Regions from separate parts of the Oryctolagus cuniculus genome. Here region 1 is linked to region 2. The links are chromatin contacts, called in public Micro-C maps. All regions are on one chromosome and are shown on one strand. Each heading gives the region's core, a stretch centred on a gene start, on an enhancer-like site or on the middle of the called end of the contact. The rest is flanking DNA. Distances are from core to core; before and after follow the strand shown. Region 1 overlaps SSH1 (slingshot protein phosphatase 1). Region 2 holds the start of ISCU (iron-sulfur cluster assembly enzyme).

Evidence for each region. Hi-C and Micro-C count contacts between places; a contact is called where the count stands out from the background.
Region 1: a Micro-C map of ear pinna shows a contact between it and region 2, with 2.4 times the contacts expected there. The contact joins the enhancer-like site here to the promoter of ISCU in region 2. A contact is called at or near these places in 2 of 6 Hi-C or Micro-C datasets (ear pinna and an unstated tissue).

The regions. Positions count from the first base shown.
Region 1 is chr21:17,922,051-17,928,508 of mOryCun1.1, reverse strand. SSH1 (slingshot protein phosphatase 1) reads left to right here. Exons shown (of 15, transcript XM_051835846.2): 15 at 1-364. Among named protein-coding and RNA genes, the nearest start is that of CORO1C, 26 kb to the right of the region's middle. Within about 2 kb of position 4,423, at least 4 of the 8 cell types and tissues checked have an H3K27ac peak or open chromatin away from gene starts, as enhancers often do. A contact at or near this core is called in ear pinna, where this site is marked.
Region 2 is chr21:17,763,196-17,769,968 of mOryCun1.1, reverse strand. ISCU (iron-sulfur cluster assembly enzyme) reads right to left here and starts at 4,293. Exons shown (of 5, transcript XM_002722120.5): 1 at 4,090-4,293; 2 at 2,906-3,019; 3 at 2,154-2,264; 4 at 282-360. The coding sequence starts at 4,203. It overlaps SART3 (spliceosome associated factor 3, U4/U6 recycling protein), which reads left to right and starts at 5,529. Exons shown (of 19, transcript XM_017338061.3): 1 at 5,529-5,880. The coding sequence starts at 5,563.

The sequences.
Region 1 (6,458 bases), core at 3,174-5,673, 160 kb before region 2:
GCAGATTTGTTACCTCCTGGGCCACCTGTTTCTCCTCTCTGTGAGTGTCTGAGCTCTTTGGCAACAACATGTAGGTACCAGTCACCCCCACCCCCACTGTTCCCCAAATCAGGGGCTGTGTGAGATGGGCTGCTCCGTGCTGCCGGTGGGGTCCCGCGTGTTGCGTTAACGGTATCAATGATTTTTTTTATTCTATTGTTTCTCTTCTTGTTTTTTATATTATATATTTAAAAGGCAGTATCTTTTGTACTGTGAATTTGCAGTAGAAGATGCATTGTGCACTTTTTTTTTTTACTTCTGTTGGTGTGTATTGTATATAGTCTGTGTGCTTCTTGTGATAAAAATAAACTTTTTTCTTTATAAATGCCTGACGACTGTGAACAAAAGGAAACTACGTCTTCATGCTGTGCTGGGACAGTCTGATGACATCATCATGGGCAGTGTTTACTGAGCAGCTGCTGTGGGCAAAGCTGCCTGCTAAAGGAGCCGGCTCTGTGGCACGGTGGGTTAAGCCGCCACCTGCAGTGCCAGCATCCCATATGGGTGCCAGTTCGAGTCCCAGCTGCTCCACTTCCAATCCAGCTCTGTGCTAATGGCCTGGGAAGGCAACGGAGATGGCCTGAGTCCTTGGGACCCTACACCCATGTGGGAGACCCAGAAAAAGCTCCTGGTTCCTGGCTTTGGCTCTCCTCAGCCCCTATTGTTGGGGCCATTTGGGGAGTGAACTAGGGGATGAAAGAGATAGATAGATAGATAGATAGATCCACATATATGTATATCTCCCTGGTCCCTGCCACCCACATGGGAGACCTGGATAGAGTGCTGGGCTTCGGGCTTCCTTCAGCCTTACCCAGGCCCGGCTCTTGGGATCATTTTTTTTAAAGATCTATTTATTTATTTGAAAGAATTAGAGGGAGAGAAAAAGAGAAATCTTCCCTCTTCTGGTTCACTGGTTCACTCCCCAAATGTCTGCAATGGCCAGGGCTGGCCCAGGCCAAAGCCAGGAGCTTCTGGGTCTCCCACGTGGGTGCAGGGGCCCAAGGACTCGGGCCATCTGCTGCTGCTTTCCCAGGTGCTTTAGCAGAAAGTAGAATTGGAAGCAGAGCAGCCAGGACTCGAACCAGTGCCAGTATGGAATGTGGCAAGCTGGCTCTCTCCCCCGTGTGTGTGTGTGTGTGTGTGTGTGTGTGCGTGTGTTGAGTCTATCTTTTGAATTAAAAAAAAAAAAAAAAAAAAAAAAAAAAAAAAAACTTTAAAAAAAGAGATGAAGCTCCCAGCCTCTGGACAATCCGATGCACCGCAAGGTGGGGGAGGATGGACACAGGTGTGCTCCCTCCCCCACGTCCTCTTCGCCATATTTTGCCTTTAAAGGGAAAGTGCTCATGCCTCCCGAAGTCTGCTTGTCAAAGAGTCCGGTGTCAGCCTGGAATTCCTTTCCTTGTAAACTCTTCCCAGCAAGTGGAAGGGCGCCACTGACAGCAGCGGCCTCCGACCCAGGAGAGGGTGTGCGGGCGCCGGCCGCTGAAGCAGACCCTCCCGGAAGTGCTGTGCTGCCTTGGGGAGCGCCTCTGGTTCTGGAACCACAGCATCGTCCGAGCCTCGTGGCACTGATCATTTGAGAGCTAACTGATGGTGAATGCAAACCCCTTTCGCCTGGCGCACAGTACGTGCTGACTAAGCGCTGGCTGCTGTTGGCGGTGCTGGCAGGGATGAGGAGAGGAGAGGGAGGAAGGGAAATAAACTGAGAACTCGCTGCAAGGGGTTGACAGAAGGTTGTCCCCGTTACGATGCTCAAGGCTGTTACATAAAATGCCGTGGTGTTGGCACGTAACTCACAGCCTCCCAAACACTTATTTGTGAAGTCTTGTTTATTTTATTTGAGAGACAGATCTTCCATATGCTGGGTCTCTCTCCAAATGCCCACAACAGCCAGGGCTGAGCTAGGCCAAAGCGGGGAGCCAGGAACTCCATCCTGGTCTCCCATGGGAGGCAGGGACCCAACCACTTACTTCGTCAGGGCTGCCCCCCAGGGTGTGCACGAGCAGGAAGCTGGAAGCAGCTGGGATCCGAGCTGGGATTCAAACCCAGGCATTCCGATATGGAATGCACGCATCTCAAGTGGAAGCCCTTTCCCACATATTTTGAATTGTCTCTAGAGTGCTATCTAATACAATATAAATTCTCTCGGGCCGGCGCATGGCTCACTTGGCTAATCCTCCACCTGCGGCGCCGGTATCCCATATGGGTGCTGGGTTCTAGTCCCAGTTGCTCTTCTTCCAGTCCAGCTCTCTGCTGTGGCCCGGGAAGGCAGTGGAGGATGGCCCAAGTCCTTGGGCCCTGCACCCGCATGGGAGACCAGGAGGAAGCACCTGGCTCCTGGCTTCAGATCAGCGTAGCTCCGGCCGTAGCGGCCATTTGGGGGGGTGAAACAACAGAAGGAAGACCTTTCTCTCTGTCTGTCTGTCTCTCTCTCTCTCTCTTTCACTGTCTAACTGCCTGTCAAGTGAAAACTATAAATTCTCTATCATGTTTAGGGAATAATGACCCAAAAACACATGAAGTTTTTTTTTTTTGTTTTTTTTTTTGTTTTTTTTTTTAGTGTTTTTCCATCTGCAGTTGATGGAATCCACAGACCCCAAGGACCGGCTGGATGTTTCCGAGTTGGTCATCATAGCAGATGTGACTTTTAGAGATCCTCGGAGAAGTTAAGGGATAAGGGTCAGGTCCACACAGCAAGGAAGGGACGAAGAAGATCGCCCCAGTGTGCTAGGTGCAGCGCTGACAGTGCGTGACACATGCCATGCCACAGTCCCTGCTCCCTCATCAAGGCTTGGAGGGTGGGAACACCAGGGACTGCCTGAGCCGGTTGCCCTGGGGCAGGGGCCGTGTCTCCGTCTCTTTGGGACTCCCAGCCAGAGCCTAGTATGCTGGGGCTAGACCCTGGGGTCACACCACCAGGCATCTGTGTATGCAAGAATCCTGAGTTTGGGGGAGCGCCTATGTCACATCGTCCGTTACGGTTCTTCCCTCGAGCCTAGATCGCATCCTGGCTACTCCTGGCTTCCAGTCCAGCTTCCTGCTGTGGTACCTGGTAGGCAGCAGGGGGCAGCCCAAGTGCTTGAGTTCCTGCCACCGTGTGGGAGACCTAGAGAGAGTTGCTGGCTCCTGATTTGGGCCTGGCCCAGCCCAGCCCCAGCTGTTGGCAAGGGAACCAGCGGACAGGAAAACTCTCTCTCGCTCTCCCTTTCAAACAGATAAATATTGTTTATATACATAAAAGAAAGCCCCTTGTAATTCCTCAGTGGGCTCAGCCTCCTCACTGTGCACTGGGCCTAGCAGATGATACAGCAGGCCTTGGCAGTATCGCGGTTGGATCGAGGGTTTTAGACACCTCTGAGTCCCAACCCTAGCCCCTAGCACATGCACGCGGAAGCCCAGGACAAGTGATCTAATCTCTGTGTCTCCATTTCCTCCCTTGAAAACCAGGACGAACCTCGCGGCCCTGGCTGGAAGGTGAGCGCTGTACAGTTAGCACAACGCAGATACCCCGGAGTTTTAGTGTTGTTTCCTACAGAAAGCACTTAGTCCAGTCCCGGCACAGGGCAGGCCCAATGTGCGTAGTCGCCCGAGCAGTGGGGAAGACCTTGGCCAGCCGCCCCCGACAGGCCCCGGCTGGCTTCCTGTCCTGCTCCCCCAGCATCTCCGGGAAGGGCCGCAGGATGCGAGTACAAGCCCTTTGAGAAGGAGGCTTCGGCTGGTGTTTGCCGGTGCGTCCTCCACTGACCCCGTGGCAGAGACGGGCCTGCCTCTCTCCAGACACAAACACCACCAGTCCCAGACCTGGACCCGATCAGCCCTTCCCAGCAAAGCCTCCAGGGAGGGGACCGCACGGGCGGCCTGTGCACGTGGGCTCGTCCCTGCTGCGGCCCAGAGGTACATCCTGTTCTGGCGTTGCCATGGCACAGCCAAAAACATCTGCCACAACAGACGGCTGGGGCTGGCGGCTGGCAGCAGGGCCGTGGACGGGCAAGGGCCTGGGTGGGCTGGGCACCAGGGACGGGGCCGGAGAGCACTCCACGCTGAGCAAAGCCCGGAGCTGGGCAGAGGTTTGGGAAACTTCCCCCGGCTCTCATGCACTCACACGCATGCACACGCACGTATGTTCTAGCTGGGGAGCGAGCTGGCCTTGCAGCTCTGGCCGGTTTCCCACGGGGGCAGGTGCCCTAATTCTTGAGGCTCTGTGTGGAGGTCCCGAGAGGGGACCCCTGCGCACAGCCCTGGCAGGACAGGCCCCCCGCTCCAGATTCTCTTTCTTGATCTAAGCTCCTAGCCAGGCCCACAGAACGGCCCCAGGCCCCACCCTGCTCCCCAGATGGGATTTGCTTTTCCGGATGTTGTTACTGCTTTTCCTGATGAGAGAGTAAAACCCAGGCGTCCTAACCAGAACATGTGATGTGAGGCGTGCCGCTGACCCGGGCGGAGCCCAGCTGGGGCCCGTGCCTTTTGCTATCCGTACACACAGGGGCAGTATTCCTGAGCTAAATGCAATAAATGCCAGATGACGTGATTCTGTCTGACAAGCTGGTGATGCAGGTATGAGAGTACTTCAACAAGTTGGGGAGAAAATGGAATTGAAACATACCCAGAAATACAAGAAATTAAAAAGATAAAGAAACAAAAATCTAGAAAGATGAAAGATACTGAAAAAAAAAAAAAAGGTAGAAACCCCCAGCCTTTTCATAGTGACATTTTCTGTGAACTTTTTGAAGACCCTGCAGACCTATGGATCGATTTCAAAAATGGTTTTGCACCAAAATAAGCGTATCTTTGAATTCTGAAATGTCCATGAACTTCTTGAAGGCCCCTCCTGTTGGTGACACATTTTCTTAAGAGAAACTGAGACTCCAAGAGGTGACATCGCCTGCTTAAGACATGTCTTAGGAGTTGAACCCACGTTACACGGATGCTAAAGGTCAAAGCCGGGGTAGGGGGAGTGGAGTGGGAGGGGACAGGCATTTGGCACAGGTGTTAAGACGTCACTTGGAAAGCCCACATCCCCTAACAGCACACTTGGGTTCAAGTCCTGGCTCTGCTTCTGACTCCAGCTTCCTGCTAATGTGCACCCTGGAGGCAGCAGGTGATGGTTCAAGTACATGCTGCTGCCCTTGTGGGAGGCAAGGACTGAGTTCCCAGCTCTTGACTTCAGCCTGGTCCAGCCGCAGTTGTTGAAGGTATTTGTGGGGACTGAGCCGGCGGGCGGAGCTGTCTGTCTCTCTGGTTCCATTTTGCGGCCTTTCAAATAAATCAGTTCCACGCATTCATTCACTCAGGCTCTAACCCGGGAGTCCCCCTGCTCAGGCCCCGTGCCCCGGGCCTGACCTCGCTCCTGCTGGAGGCCCCGGCCCAGCTGAGGTCACAGTTTGGATCTAGCCTCCCTGAGGCCACACCCCGTCTGCAGCCTGTGCGCATTCTTGTCCCTGGTTGGCCACGTTCCTGGGCTCTGAGGGTCTCTGGCCCCCTCTACCTGTCCTCTCCCAAAACCTGGCCTTTGGCAGCATCCACTCGCCCTTCCCTCCCTGCCCACTGGCCGCAGCTGGGACTGTGACAGCAACTACGAATGTGCCAAACTGGACAAGGTGGCCTTGCCGATGAACAGACTGAGAAGCGAAATGATTTACCCAGATGGCCCACTGGAAGACAGTGTTCCAGAGCCCCCTCTTCCAGGAAGCCCCTCCCCCTGACTCAGAAGAGATGGCTATTTAATCTGAACACTTGCTTGGGGTGGATCCCACACTGCACTGCCCATGTTCAAGTCCCAGCCTTGCTCCTCTCCTAAGCCTTGCTAATGTGTACCCTAGGGAGCAGCAGGTGATGGCTCGAGTGACTGACTCCCTGACACCCACGAGGGAGACCTGGATTGAGTTCCAGGCTCCTGACTTTATCCTGGTTTAGCACCTGCTGTTGCACGTGTTTAGGAAATGAACCAGTAGATAGAAGATCTCTCTCTCTTACTGTCTCTGTTTCTCTGCCTTTCAAATAAATAAATATTTTAAAAAATTTAACCTGGGGCTGGTGGTGTGACACAGTAGGTTAAGCTTCTGCCTGCAGTGCTGGCATCCCATATGGGCACCGGTTCAAGTCCCGGCTGCTCCATTTCCAACCCAGCTCTCTGCTAATGGCCTGGGAAAGCAGTGGAAGATGGCCCAAGTGCTTGGTTCCCTGCACCCGTAGGAGACCCAAAGGAAGTTCCTGGGTCCCGGCTTCAGATAAGCACAGCTCTGGCAATGGATAGAAGAGTTTCTCTCTCTCTCTCTCTCTCTCTCTCTACCTTTCAAACAAATAAATAAGTCTTTTTTAAAAATAGAGACTGAAGAGACCAGAAGGAACTCTCCCTGCCCCCCCACCACGTAAGGACACAACAAAAATGCAGGCATCTATATACCAGGAAGGGTGCCCTC
Region 2 (6,773 bases), core at 3,044-5,543:
AAACTCTGGCTCTGCCACCAACGAGCTGTGACGGGGTGACTTCAGGCGCGCGCAAGCTTCCTCGTCCATGACAGGGGAGTGATGGCTCCCGCTGTGGACCTGAGGGTGTCCTCAAGGTCTAGAAACGACATCCATGGAGGGCTCGGGACACTCCATGCCAGCACACAGCAGCTCCCAGCCGTGAGACCAGCGGGCGCAAAAGGACGCTCACTGCTCTCAGGCAGGCGGGCTGACGTCAGGGCCAAGCGCCCTGCTGGCCGACGCCGCAGGCAGAGACTTACTGGAGCAGTGCAGTTTCACCGGGGGGAGGCAGAGCTCCTTGGCGATGTCTGTGTTTTTGATGGTCAAGGCTTCCTCCACCTGACAGGCACAAGGGAGACGCACAGGTTTAGTGAGGCTGGGTGACGCGAGGGCCCACGAGTAAGAGGCGGGCCAGCGGCCTGAGCACAGGCCGGGCGGGGGACAGCACACACACAGATACACACACACACAGACACATAGACACACACACACATACACACAGACACAGACACAGACACACACAGACATGCACACACAGACACACACAGACAGAAACACACATACACACACAGACACACACAGACACAGACATATACACACACACACAGACATGCACACACAGACACAGACACACACACAGATACACACACATACACACAGACACACACAGACATGCACACACAGACACACAGACATGCACACACAGACACAGACACACACACAGATACACACACTGTTTAGTAACTCAGTTCTCAGGACTCCTGCACTGGGGCTCTCAAGGACAAAGTACACACATCCGCCCTGCCTGGCCAGGGTTGGCCAGGGCGGCCAAGTCCCGGGATTCTGCCAGGAGCAGAATCCGTGAGGAGCCTCTTAGGGGCCTGTGTGAGACAGCAACAGGGGTCGGCCTTTTCTTTTGGTTTTCTTTGCTGGTTTTGCAGGCCCAGGGCCGGGAGCTCTCTGCAGACAACCCCTCTGCCTGCAGGACTGCCCCCTGCTCCCCCTGGGGCAGCCCCGGGCACCAAGTGAGGTGGGCAGGAGCTTGCCTGGGGGAACACAGCCCCAGTGCCTTGGGAACCCTGGTGGTCGGGGGTGGGGGGTGGAATCTCAAGTTAAAGAAAGGCCTGTGCCCGCTTTCGCTCATAGCTCGGAGCCTGCTAATGGCCAGGACCCTGAGCCCAGGGGCCCTGTCTCAGTGCTGAACCTGAGAGTCCCTGCTGACAAATCACATGGGGGCCACGTGAGGCCAGAGCAGGTCAGGTGAGTGCTCCCTTCGCCAACGGAGTTTGCCAGCCGAGGCCGGGCCAGAGGCTGCAGGTGGCACGTGGCCTGGCCAGCACTGCACGACTGCTCCTAAGACTTGGCTCCCTGGCCCGTGTCCCTGCGGGCTGGCTTCCGAGAGGTTGTCAGGGTGACGGGGGCCCTCCCCCCGCTGCGGCCGCTGGGGAAGGGGGCTTTGCAGAGAGGAGGGAGGAGGTGCGCCAGCCCTCCTCACCTCTCCCGGAAGCCTGCGGCAGCCACCGCACCACTGCTCCCGGGGCTGACCCTGCCCTCACCCCCTGTGTTTCCGAGTCCTTACTCCTGCCGCTATGGGGCTTAGGCGGTGGCACCAGCAGGAGGCCCTTCCTCCTTGGGTCCCTGGGGCCGTGCCCTGGAGGTGGTGCTCACAAGGGTTGGCAGCAAAAGCCCAGCTGGCCCAGCCACGCCCTCTGCTTCCTGGCTCAGTGTGAGGCGGCCTCCGAGCACCACTGCCCTGCTCCTGCCGCACCACATGGCTGGCTCCGTGGGGCTGCCCAGCCCTGGACCTGGACCTGCAGACTGGAGGCAAAATCAACCTCTCTTCTCTTCCTAAGTAGCTAGTCCTGGATTTTTTTTTGCCGCAGTGATGTTGACAGCCGATACAGCCCCCAAACACCCAGGGAAAAGTGATCAACAACAAAACATCCACACACCGCCCGACACAGTGTGGAGCAGGCTGGGGTCAACCTTTAGGGAGGGGGGACTGAAATAACACTGTGCGGGTAGCATTTGCGAATGACCTCGTGACGTGTTGTTCCTCTCGGCCACACCTGCCCCTCCGAGAGGCAGGCTGCAGGCGGTGCTGCCAGAGGGCCAAGGAGCCCCAGCCTTACCGTCTTCCCTTTCACCCACTCGGTGGCTAAGGAGCTGGAGGCGATCGCAGAGCCGCAGCCGAAGGTCTTAAACCGGGCGTCCACAATCTTCCCCTTCTCATCCACCTGGATCTGGAGGAAAGAGAGAGGAGGTGACTCCCGGGTCTCCCCCAGAGCTCCGGGCTCGCCGTCCACGCTGCGAGTGAAGGTGCTGGGTACCGGCTGCTTCCGAGACCAGGGATGACGCAGGGGCTGCCGGGGCCAGCGCCCAGGCCTCGCTGCCGCCCCGGCCTGCTCGGGGCTGGGAGGAAGTCGGCCCACCGCTGCTGGGCAGCTGCTGCTCCAGACAGCAGAGGGTTTCCAGTGCGAGTCTCCTGCGGGCACCCACTGCACTGAGGGGCCCCCTCCTGCCCTGTCTCTGTGTTCCTAGGCATGTGAGGTCTCTGGTGGGCTTCCCAGCCCATGAGGAGGGAGGTCCAGGGTACAGCTGCTGTAACCCAAGTGCCAGCGGCTGCCTGCAGGACGCTTCCGATTTGGGCACACGGTTTCCCTTGGATCAGCAAAATTCACAGACCCTTCCAGCTGGCTAACTTGGAGTCTAGGCTGACGCAGCGAGGTGGAACGTGAAGTCAGCTCCCTCCTCCAGAAAAGATCTGCACTGCAGGACAGCAGTAGGAAGGAGTCCCTGCTCAATCCGTTACGACAGGCCTCCTCCCAGAACCAAACGGAACGCGGCGAGAGCGGGGAGCTGCCCGGCCCGTCCGGACCCGTACCTGCAACTTCATGACATCCCCACAAGCGGGGGCCCCCACGAGGCCAGTGCCGACATTTTTGGACGTCTTGTCAAGGGACCCCACGTTTCTGGGGTTTTCATAGTGATCCACAACCTGAAATGAGAAAGTCGGGAAATCGCCACGTTCTCCCCATGACGTCAGCACCCCGCCCCGGGCAGGCGCCCACTGAACACGTCTCCCGTGGGGGAGAGAGAGAGCCTACATTCGCATCAACGAGGGCCCTCTGTGTCACAGGCTCCTCTTCCCCCCAATAAAATCCACTCTCCAAGGAGACGGATCACCATTCAAAACTGTAAAAAACACCACTCATAGCCCAGGGCCACAAGGCTTTCTCGGAAGCCTCCGGGGGGGGGGGGGGGCCGCTGCAGAACGCACAATGCTATCTACCAGAGGTGCTAAAATAATAATAAACAAAACAGCGCCGGGCAATGCCATCACCCGGAGCAGCCGCGCCCCCTAGCGCGAGCCCGCGTCCCTTCTGCACAAAATGTCAACAAAATGCCACCGGAGCCCCGAGCCCACGAAGCAGCCAGCCCCCGCCCCACATCCCACCCGAGGCCTCCCGAGAGAACCACGTCTACTCCAGACTCCGTTCTGAGTTACTGCGTGGTTTTTAGCTGCTTCCCTACAGAGGCAGGCGCACACGTCGGGGTCTTTACGCCCCCGGGGACGCGGCCAGCGGCTGTCAGCCACGGCTCGCTCTCCCTCCCTCGCCAAGAGGCAAAAGCGAACCCCGAGCAGGTGCAGCGACCCCGCCACCGCGACAGCGCGTGCCTAGGACCCCACGCTCACTCTCTCCTGCTGGGGAGCCGCGGGAACAGGGTCGGAGTGCGGCGGCGACTGGCCCAAGGTCACCTGGCCCGGGCAGTGGCCCGAGCCCGCGCCGGGCTGTGTGTGTCCTCGACTCCGAAGGCCAAGCGCACAGGATCCCCGCCCAGGGCCGTGGGCAACGGAGGGGAAGCAACCGGGAGCCGCCTGCTGAGCTGCGTTTATCCATCAGCCGTTCCCGTCACCGCGCAGCGAGGGGAAGTGGGCGGAGGAGCGGGCGCCGATGGCCCCTGCTGCCTCGGCCACTTCCACCTGCCGTGGACGGAAGTGTCGGCTGGGATCCGGGGACGCCTGGGTGCCCTCGGCCGCTCGCGCACCCCTAGGCTCGCCCCTACCTTCTTGTGATAGAGCCGGGCCGGAGCGGACAGCTCCCGGGCGGGCAGGCGCGGGCTCCGCAGCAGCAGGGCCGACGCCGCTCTCCGCAGACGGCCAGCTCCAGCCGCCGCCATCTCTCCGGCGAGCCCCTGAGCCGCCCCAGAGCGACGCCGAGGGGCGGGGCGCGCGCGCGCGTGCGAGTCGGGCTGACGTCAGCGCGCCTGCGCCCGCCCACTCCGTGCGCGCGTCCGCGCTGTGGCCTCGCCTTGGCCACGCCCCTCGGGGGCGGGGCGTGGGAAGCGCGGGAGGGCTTGCTGCGGGGCGTTGGGGTCTGGGTTGGGGTCTGGGGATTCCGCGGCGGCCGGGCTGAGAGGGTGCAAGGCCGCATTCTAGAGGCGGACCCGGTACAACTTTGCAGTGCGCCATTGAGGCTCAGAGTGCTCGCGCGGAGACCTAGGCTCAGTGGGGACAATTGGTGACCCCAGCTCCGGGATCCGCCCCTCCCCGGCTGTGCGCCCTGGGCGGCTGGTGCCAGTTCACCAAGCGTAATCCGTGGTAATTCTAGGACAATTGTTTTAGCCACGCGGCAAATACATATTAAGTGCCGGCGCTAGACAGAGTGGAGGATTTGCACGGAAAGCAAACCCCACCGTTCTGGTCCCTTTACGCTTGGTAATGAGGGAGAAAGGCAGTGAATGAACACACACGCACACACACCAATATTTCCCTACCTCAAAAATGGGACGCTTCTTAAGGAGGAATCAAACACCAATCCCTTATTTTCCAAACAATGTCTAGATTGTATCTCTGTTGAGATCTCCTTACAGAACAGCAAACTCCTAATTTATAGGACAAGGCATGGCAATGAGGAGCCACTAAAGACATGTTTATTCATGGACTCTATTGATGCTGGCTTGCATAAGGCGATGTGATAAAATTGGAAAATTCAAACACTTAACGTCTACCAGGTACGAGGCATTGCATAGAAAGGGAGGCTCTCTTAGGGAAGTGAGTTTGTCCCGTGAATGGTGCAGTCGATCCTTCCCGGAGGATTTGTTTTCTTAGCGTTTGAGCCTCAGTTGCTGGGAGACCGAGCTCCGCTCCGAGTCCGGCTAGGCTTTAAGAAAACATTTATTTACAGGAATCCTTTGACCTTCTCAAGATGGCGCCAAGCCCGTCACTGCAGACACCACGCTCACTCCACGACTTCCTCTATGGCCGCCACTTCCTGTCCAAAGACCCAACTTCTGTCCGGAGTTGTGCCGGAAGACCTGTCATATTAAGGAGCCTTTTCTTCGCCGGAGGTTTCTGAAAGTATATTAAAATAATACGAACTGCGTACTTTTGTCTGTTTTCTTGTCCTCTGAGGCTCCCAGTTTCCCTTTCGGTGGCAAGAAAGCGGGGGTTTTGGTCAGGCGCGCGCCGCGGGCAGCCTCGCCCTCAGCCGGGTCTTCGGCGGCCGAGGGAAGACCCGGGAGTCCCTGAAGCGCAAGATGGCGACGGCGGCTGCATCTTCGGCTTCGGAACCCGAGGCCGAGCCCCAGGCCGGGCCCCAGGCCGAGGGAGAGGAGGATGAGGTCAAGGCGGCCAGGACGAGGAGGAAGGTGTTGTCGCGGGCTGTGGCCGCTGCGACGTCCAAGACCATGGGGCCAGGGTGGGACCAGCCGCAAGAGGAAGGCATGAGCGAGAGCGATGGGGATGAGGAGTACGCCATGGCCTCCTCGGCGGAGAGCTCCCCCGGGGAGTACGAATGGGAGTACGACGAAGAGGACGAGAAGAACCAGCTGGAGATCGAGCGGCTGGAGGAGCAGGTGGGCCCTCGCTCCGGGGCCCCGGCCCGCCCCGCGGTCGCGAAAGCCGGCAGGCCGCCGGGCATCCCCGCAGCTGCGGTCCTGGATCGCCGCCTGCGGCCCTGGTGCTTCGCAGGCGTTGCCCGGTGGAGGCTCGGTGACGGGAGCGGTGCTAGCGCCGCTTCACGCCGGAGGCCGAGGACGGGTCGGGCCGCCGGTACTTTGAGCCGCTCGGAACCGCCCGGGTAAAGTTGGGTCTTGTTAGGATGGAGTCCTTTTCCTGTGGGCATGGTAACGGGGGTCCAGCGCAGCGGGGGAGGGAAGATAGCGGTTGAGACGGTGGTCGCGGGCGCGGAAAGGGGGACAGAGGTTTGCCCCGCTTTTGGTAGCTTGGGCGGAGTGCTTAACGCCCCTGGCCCGGGCTGCCCCGTCTGCCGGTTGGGAAACGTTGTGTCCAGCCCCGAGGGGGTGTAGGGAGTGACCGGTCCCGTCGATGGTTGTGTGCAAAGAGCTCCCGAGATGTGCTGAGAGCTTCGGTCGTTGGTGCACGCTCAGTGTCACAGCAGAGGTTGGGATGGGGGAAGCGGTACGCTAACCTTTCCCCTCCCTCCGAGCTTCTGCTGGGGCGTCCTGCTGGGCAAACCCCCACTGGGCGCCCGGTGCTGGGGGGCCCGGGGCAGGGTGGGGAGCGTGGGGCGCCAGCGAGGCGGGAAGAAGCCGAGGCTTTGCTCCAAGTCGCTCAGAGTGGGGTTTGGACCCTGGCCGGCTCGGGGGTGTGAGGCTGCTCACCCAGGTTCTCACTCAGCCCCGCCCGGGGTCGCTTGGTTGGGATGCCTCCCTAGCACTGATGTTTTTTTTAAGCCCTGGATAGCAGTGCGATCCGTGCCCGGGAGCTGTTCCCAGAGGAACCAGTG